2 separate regions of the Mus musculus genome follow, and region 1 is linked to region 2. A link is a contact called in public ChIA-PET data. All regions are on one chromosome and are shown on one strand. The core of a region is the stretch at or near the end of the contact, and the rest is flanking DNA. Distances in the headings are between cores, read along the strand shown. Region 1 has its middle 5.1 kb from the start of Gm35183. Region 2 has its middle 15 kb from the start of Hif1an.

What was found. ChIA-PET counts read pairs in DNA pulled down with a chosen protein or histone mark.
Region 1: a contact with region 2 is called in an RNA polymerase II ChIA-PET map of memory CD8 T cells, with 9 read pairs. The contact joins two enhancer-like sites. A contact is called at or near these places in 1 of 484 Hi-C or Micro-C datasets (CD4 T cells) and 4 of 115 datasets of contacts at active chromatin or transcription factors (embryonic limb bud, embryonic stem cells, extraembryonic endoderm stem cells and 1 more).

What each region holds. Positions count from the first base shown.
Region 1 is chr19:44,265,714-44,268,473 of GRCm38.p6, forward strand. No RefSeq gene overlaps it. Among named protein-coding and RNA genes, the nearest start is that of Gm35183, 5.1 kb to the right of the region's middle. Within about 2 kb of position 1,433, at least 306 of the 459 cell types and tissues checked have an H3K27ac peak or open chromatin away from gene starts, as enhancers often do. A contact at or near this core is called in memory CD8 T cells, where this site is marked.
Region 2 is chr19:44,576,917-44,579,616 of GRCm38.p6, forward strand. No RefSeq gene overlaps it. Among named protein-coding and RNA genes, the nearest start is that of Hif1an, 15 kb to the left of the region's middle. Within about 2 kb of position 1,280, at least 26 of the 459 cell types and tissues checked have an H3K27ac peak or open chromatin away from gene starts, as enhancers often do. A contact at or near this core is called in memory CD8 T cells, where this site is marked.

The sequences.
Region 1 (2,760 bases), core at 183-2,682, 310 kb before region 2:
AACATTTTCTTCTTTCTTCTTCTTCTTCTTCTTCCTCTTCCTCTTCCTCTTCCTCTTCCTCTTCTTCTTCTTCTTCTTCTTCTTCTTCTTCTTCTTTTGGTTTTTGGTTTTGGTTTTTGGTTTTTTTGGTTTTTGGTTTTTCAGGACAGAGTTTCTTTGTTGTAGCCTTCCTTGGCTGTCTTAGAACTAGCTCTGTCAATCAGACTGGCCACCAAGGCCCTCTACAACAGTTCATCACCCAAAACTCTTAAAACCATTTGCCAGTGACACCTAATCTTATCAGCCACAAGCCAACTTTTCCCCACCCTTAGCAAAAACAAAAAACAAAAAAAAACCAACGGTGCTGGCCTAGGAGGTACCCGCTTGCCTTGTACTTCAAGGATAGGGAGTTAAACAATTGATAACCCACATGTGCTACCACCCCCCACTCCCAGCAAGGTTTGCCAGGCAATCACCCAGTGTGTAGCATAAATCAGTGGTGTCAGGTTCAAAAGAAAACTCAAGACAGTTGGCCACCTGTGGTGCCTATTAGCATATCAAAGCGTCTGCTGATCTCGGGGCTCAGTGCCTGAGATTCCTCTCCGCTCTCTCCTGGCCCCTACCCTAAACTTCCCCAACTCTTGGGCTCCCCCGACCCCGACCCCAAGCTTCTCGTTCCTATATAACCCTGCTATTTTAGCCATTGTCCTCGTTGCCCTCTTGGGTCTTGGTCACCTTGGGTCCCTCTTTCTCTTGCTCTCCACTTTTCTCCCTCCTCGATGGCCTGGTTCTCTGCTGGCCATATTTAGTCTGCTCTGGACCCTTCCAGATGCCTCTGGCTGTATTCTCCCTCTAGAGTAAAGACTTTCTCCTCAACAATACCTTGGTGTCCCCATTTCATTCAAGTAATACTCCACTCCTTGGTATTGCCTACTAAGCACTTAAAGTGTCTACCTCAGCCAGTTCATCGACGGATCAACAACTGAGCTGGCTCCACCTTTTGGCAAGTGTAAAAAGCGCTGCAAATATTTGCGCACCAATATTTGGGTATCTGCTTTGGTTCGATTTGTGTACATATCCAGGATTAATTTGTTTGTATGTAATAAACTATTTAACTTTCTGTGGGGTCACCTCAGGCATACCTGTAACCCCAGCAAAACTACCGTCCTTCCGGTCCTTCAGCACTTAGTGCTGAGCGAATGCCCCATTAAAGCCCTCAGAGCATCCCGGGGAGGAGGGCAGCGACTGCGCGATAGGCCGCATCGCTGCCCTACCGCAGGCGGTGCTCACACTCCTACCCTGGCCCTCAGCCAGCCCACACCCAGGTCAACACTGGGAGCCGCCCGAGTCGCGGCCCATCACTCAGAGCCCCCAGGGTCACACCCGTCCACTCGGCCCACAGCGCCTGACTCCGCACAGCCAATCAGCAGCCGCGCTGCGACTCTGCCCGAGTCCGCGCCCATCAGGAGGCGCCGCCTCTGGTTCGGGAGGTGCCCCTGCATCTTGCGGTCGCCCTCCTGTTTGGAGCTGAGGGAGTTTCTAAGGGATGCTGTAACTACCCTCCACCCCCGCCCCCCAGTCCTCCCTCTCCGCCAGGGAGGAACGCAGAGACCTTGGGTGTGGGCTCTGGTCCTCCGCTGCGTTGGAGGTCGCGGGAGCAGACTAAACAGGGCAGGGCAAGGCGGTCACGTAGGAGGCAGAGTGCCACCTCAGCAAAGCATACGGAAGACTGGGTCGTGAAAGCATGAGAGAAAGCAAGCCAGCCAAGTGTTCCAGAGCGTTCCAGGCTGATGTCACCGGGGATGAAAGATTCGAATGCTTGCAGCTCAACTTAGCTACAGCTAGCCCCTGGCGCGCGCGCGCGCGCGCGCGTGTGTGTGTGTGTGTGTGTGTGTGTGTGAGAGAGAGAGAGAGAGAGAGAGAGAGAGAGAGAGAGAGAGAGAGAGAGAGAGAGAGAGACTCAGTCTTCCAAGCGCTGGGACTGCAGAAGGGCTTCTACTTAAGTCATGCTGTTACGTGGGTGCCATCTCCCCAGGCCCACTTACCTGGGTTTATAAAGCGAGCTAGTAACACTCAAATACAAGATGACGGTGTGGCTTTCCCTTTGCCTTAACATATACGCCATACCCTTGGTATACGCCACAACCTTGAAAATTAGTTCTTAATTTAGAATCCTCACACCAGTCAGACTTCTAGGACCAAAAGTAGTGGGCACAACCCCCACCCCCATCCTCATCCCCAAACTTTAGCCCTTTCCAGAAGGAAGTTTCCCTGAAGCTCATTAGCAATCCCCTTTCAGTAAACGTGCATCTTCACTGAATGTGGAGTTGAACACCACATACCAGGCTGTCTCTCTCTCTCCGTGTGGGTGTTCTCGCTTTACCACACTCCAGCTCCGGCACCAAGAAGTCCCCTGAAGAGGCCTGTCACCAGCATACACTGTGGGACCCAATTTAAGGCACCTCTGTCCACCAACATAAAGATATGTGTGTGTGTGTGTATACATATATATGTATGTATATATGTGTATATGTGTATATATACATACATACATACACACACACACACACACACCTTGCTTATTTCTTACTCAGTTTCATTTGGATTGTTCTTATGGAGAGATTTTTCTCAGCCAAGGCTCCCTCCTCTCCGATGATTCTAGCTTGTGTCAAGGTGACATAAAACTAGTGACACACAGGAGGGAAAGAGTGATATTGATTTACTTGTGTGTGTGTTTTTAAAGATTTATTTATTATTATACATAAGTACACTTTAGCTGTG
Region 2 (2,700 bases), core at 30-2,529:
TCCAGAGAGTGCCAGAGAAAAAGACTAGGTGTAGTAACACGAAAAGAAGAAAACCCTTTGGTTAGTCACAGAAATCTGGCAATCCGTTTGGTTGCTGGGCTGCGTTCATTGTGAAGGGCAGATAGATTGGATTGGGCCATTTAAAGTGCCCTGCTGTCCTCAATGTTCAGCCTAGCCCGCTAACTGGGTTACTCAGGCTTCAGCCTGAAATTTACTTGGGTGCGTGGGGTTCCCCGCACCCCCCACAATGGGATCCCACTGATCTCCTGGCTGCCTCCCTTTGTCTTATGGTGTCTCTGAGCAGCAGGGCATTTAGAGTCACCTGCAGTCACTTCTTTTATGTAACTCGGGCCTTGGCTATCTTCCCTATTGGACCAGCCAAATTTACTGATTCTTTTTGCTTAAGACCTGTTCACTTGGTCATCAGGGTCAGTCCTGTCTTTAGGGAAGCTCTGTACACTAACCCAGAATCGCTGTGTGTGTGGACCAGGTTTTTTTATCCTGTTTGAGTATATAGTGTGTAGTATGGTGCAGGGGCGAGGTTGAGAAATGACAAATGCACACTGGGTCCGCCATTCTGTGTGACTTTGGAGAAATGACAAGTGCCTGGACTTGACCTCTTCATAACTGCATACTTTGTGATGGTTACACAAAACAAGGTAGGTAAAGAAAGGCTTAGCAGAGGGACAATGGTGGCGAGACCCAGTCATCCGCCTTAGCCTCCAGGGGTTCAGGTGTCTGTCCTTCCCAGAGTGGATCTCTTCTCCATCTGGCTTCCCAGCTAGATCCTGTGGCTAGTCTTAAGGTGTGCCTGGTTCTCAGCACCTGAGCAGGGCCCAGGGTTGAGCATCGACTCCTGCTCAAGGCTCCCTTCCCCTCGTCAGTGACTTCCAGCTCTCTCAAGGACCTTGTCACCATTGCCATCAGGCAGTGATTTTATAGAATTCATTTTCCACACTATATAAATACAGAACTGTGAAATCAATACATCCTCTTTTCCTCTCTTCAGGAATAATTGCTTGAAGGTTTGTACCAGCTGGTGACAGTAGTCAGGGGATAGGAGACAGTGATGTGGGAGGGGTGTCACAGTAGGGCCACAGTGGTGCAGACGAAGTTGTCATAGGCTGTTGTGCTAGTCTGGAGGCAGATCACCCCAGGCTAGAAGATGTTGCTTCTGCACATCTTTGAAATTTCACTTCTGCCTGTCCTTTATAGTCAGCATAGCTGTTGCTCTCCCAGGGACTTGCATGATACACTGCTGTGAATGCCACCCATGTGTCTGAATCCCCACTTAACCACTTCCTAACTCTAACCTTAATTAACCTCTCTGGGCCCCAGCTTCCTGGTTTGGTCTGTGAAATAACAGGTAGCTTGCAACATTGAGGGTTTGTGAGGCGAACCTCAGACCCAGTTCAGGGAGGGCACTTGGGAAATGTGTTTTCTTACAAAAACTGTAGTGTTTTGTGGGTGCAGGGAGAAAAACTGCTGATAGCAGAACTTTTCTTACTCTGTCCTGAGTTTTCAAGTACAGTTCTCAAAGAATTCACACAGAAGAGCTATACTTGAGATGAAGAAAGAAACATGGAGACCATAGGTGGTAGAGGGGACTGGAGATCCATAAGCCAGAGCTGGGCTCAAAGATGGTTCTGCCAGGACAGGATCTCAGGGAGCAGGGGTGGAGACCAGACCTGTTGAAGGGGCAAGATGTGCGTGTGTGTGCAGGGCACAGATGCTGGGTGGGGAGAACTTGCGTGTCAGGAGTGGTGACTATAGCCCAGGATGGGTGGCTCTTTGGTCCTGCTAGGCCTCAGCCCCTCATCTTTAAAGTCACCACTTCCACTGCCTTTCAGAGCTGCTGGGACAGTTATGTGAGAGTGTGACATAAAATGAACACTGTAGAGGCTCCTTCCTGAGTTGTTACTGAGAGCGAGGATTTAGGGGAGCTTCTATAGAGAGGTGGGCCACAGAAGCTCAGAGGTTTTCAGATTACAGTTTGTCATGGCCTGAGCAGGAAATCAGCTAGGCAGCATCTCCATCAGAACACTGCCGTCCCGCCACATTTGACCGGCTAGAATTCTCTTCAAGAACTAAAAGCAGTATATGTAAGAGAGCCCTTTGAAGTTGTGTAGACTAGGTTTGAATTTTGGTTTCACCTTTGCCTTACGCTGACTGTTCAATTACACTCTCTGAGCTTGAACACATTAACAGGTACCCTCGGATGGCTACTAGAAATGAGCGAAGTGAGATTGTAATGTGAACTCGGTGTCTGGTGCCCACTAAGTGCCCAGTATATGTTAGCTTTCTTTGCTCCTTTGGAGACAGGTTGTTTGTCCAGCAGAGGAGAAAAGACTGGGTTGTCTGTGTTTCAGCTTGATCATTGTCAAAATTTTCTTTCCCTTTTGGGGAGATCTATGGTCCCAAGGGAGTATGAATAGAGTTACGGGAGGGAGGGGAGTGTAGAACTCTGCAGTATTGAACATGGGGTGGGGTGGATACAGCAGACAGAGAGAAGAGAGAGGGTACCACTGTGTGCTATAAGGAAAAGCCAGGCAAAGACATAACTCTCCTATGAGTGAGGAGACAAGCGCTCTCAGCATAGAAACTGTGACCTCAGGTCAAGGCTGTGAGAGATCCTACAGCCAGCCAGGCTTCCTCTGAAAACCTCCAGGAGCTGTGGCCCATCAAGAAAGGAAACAATAG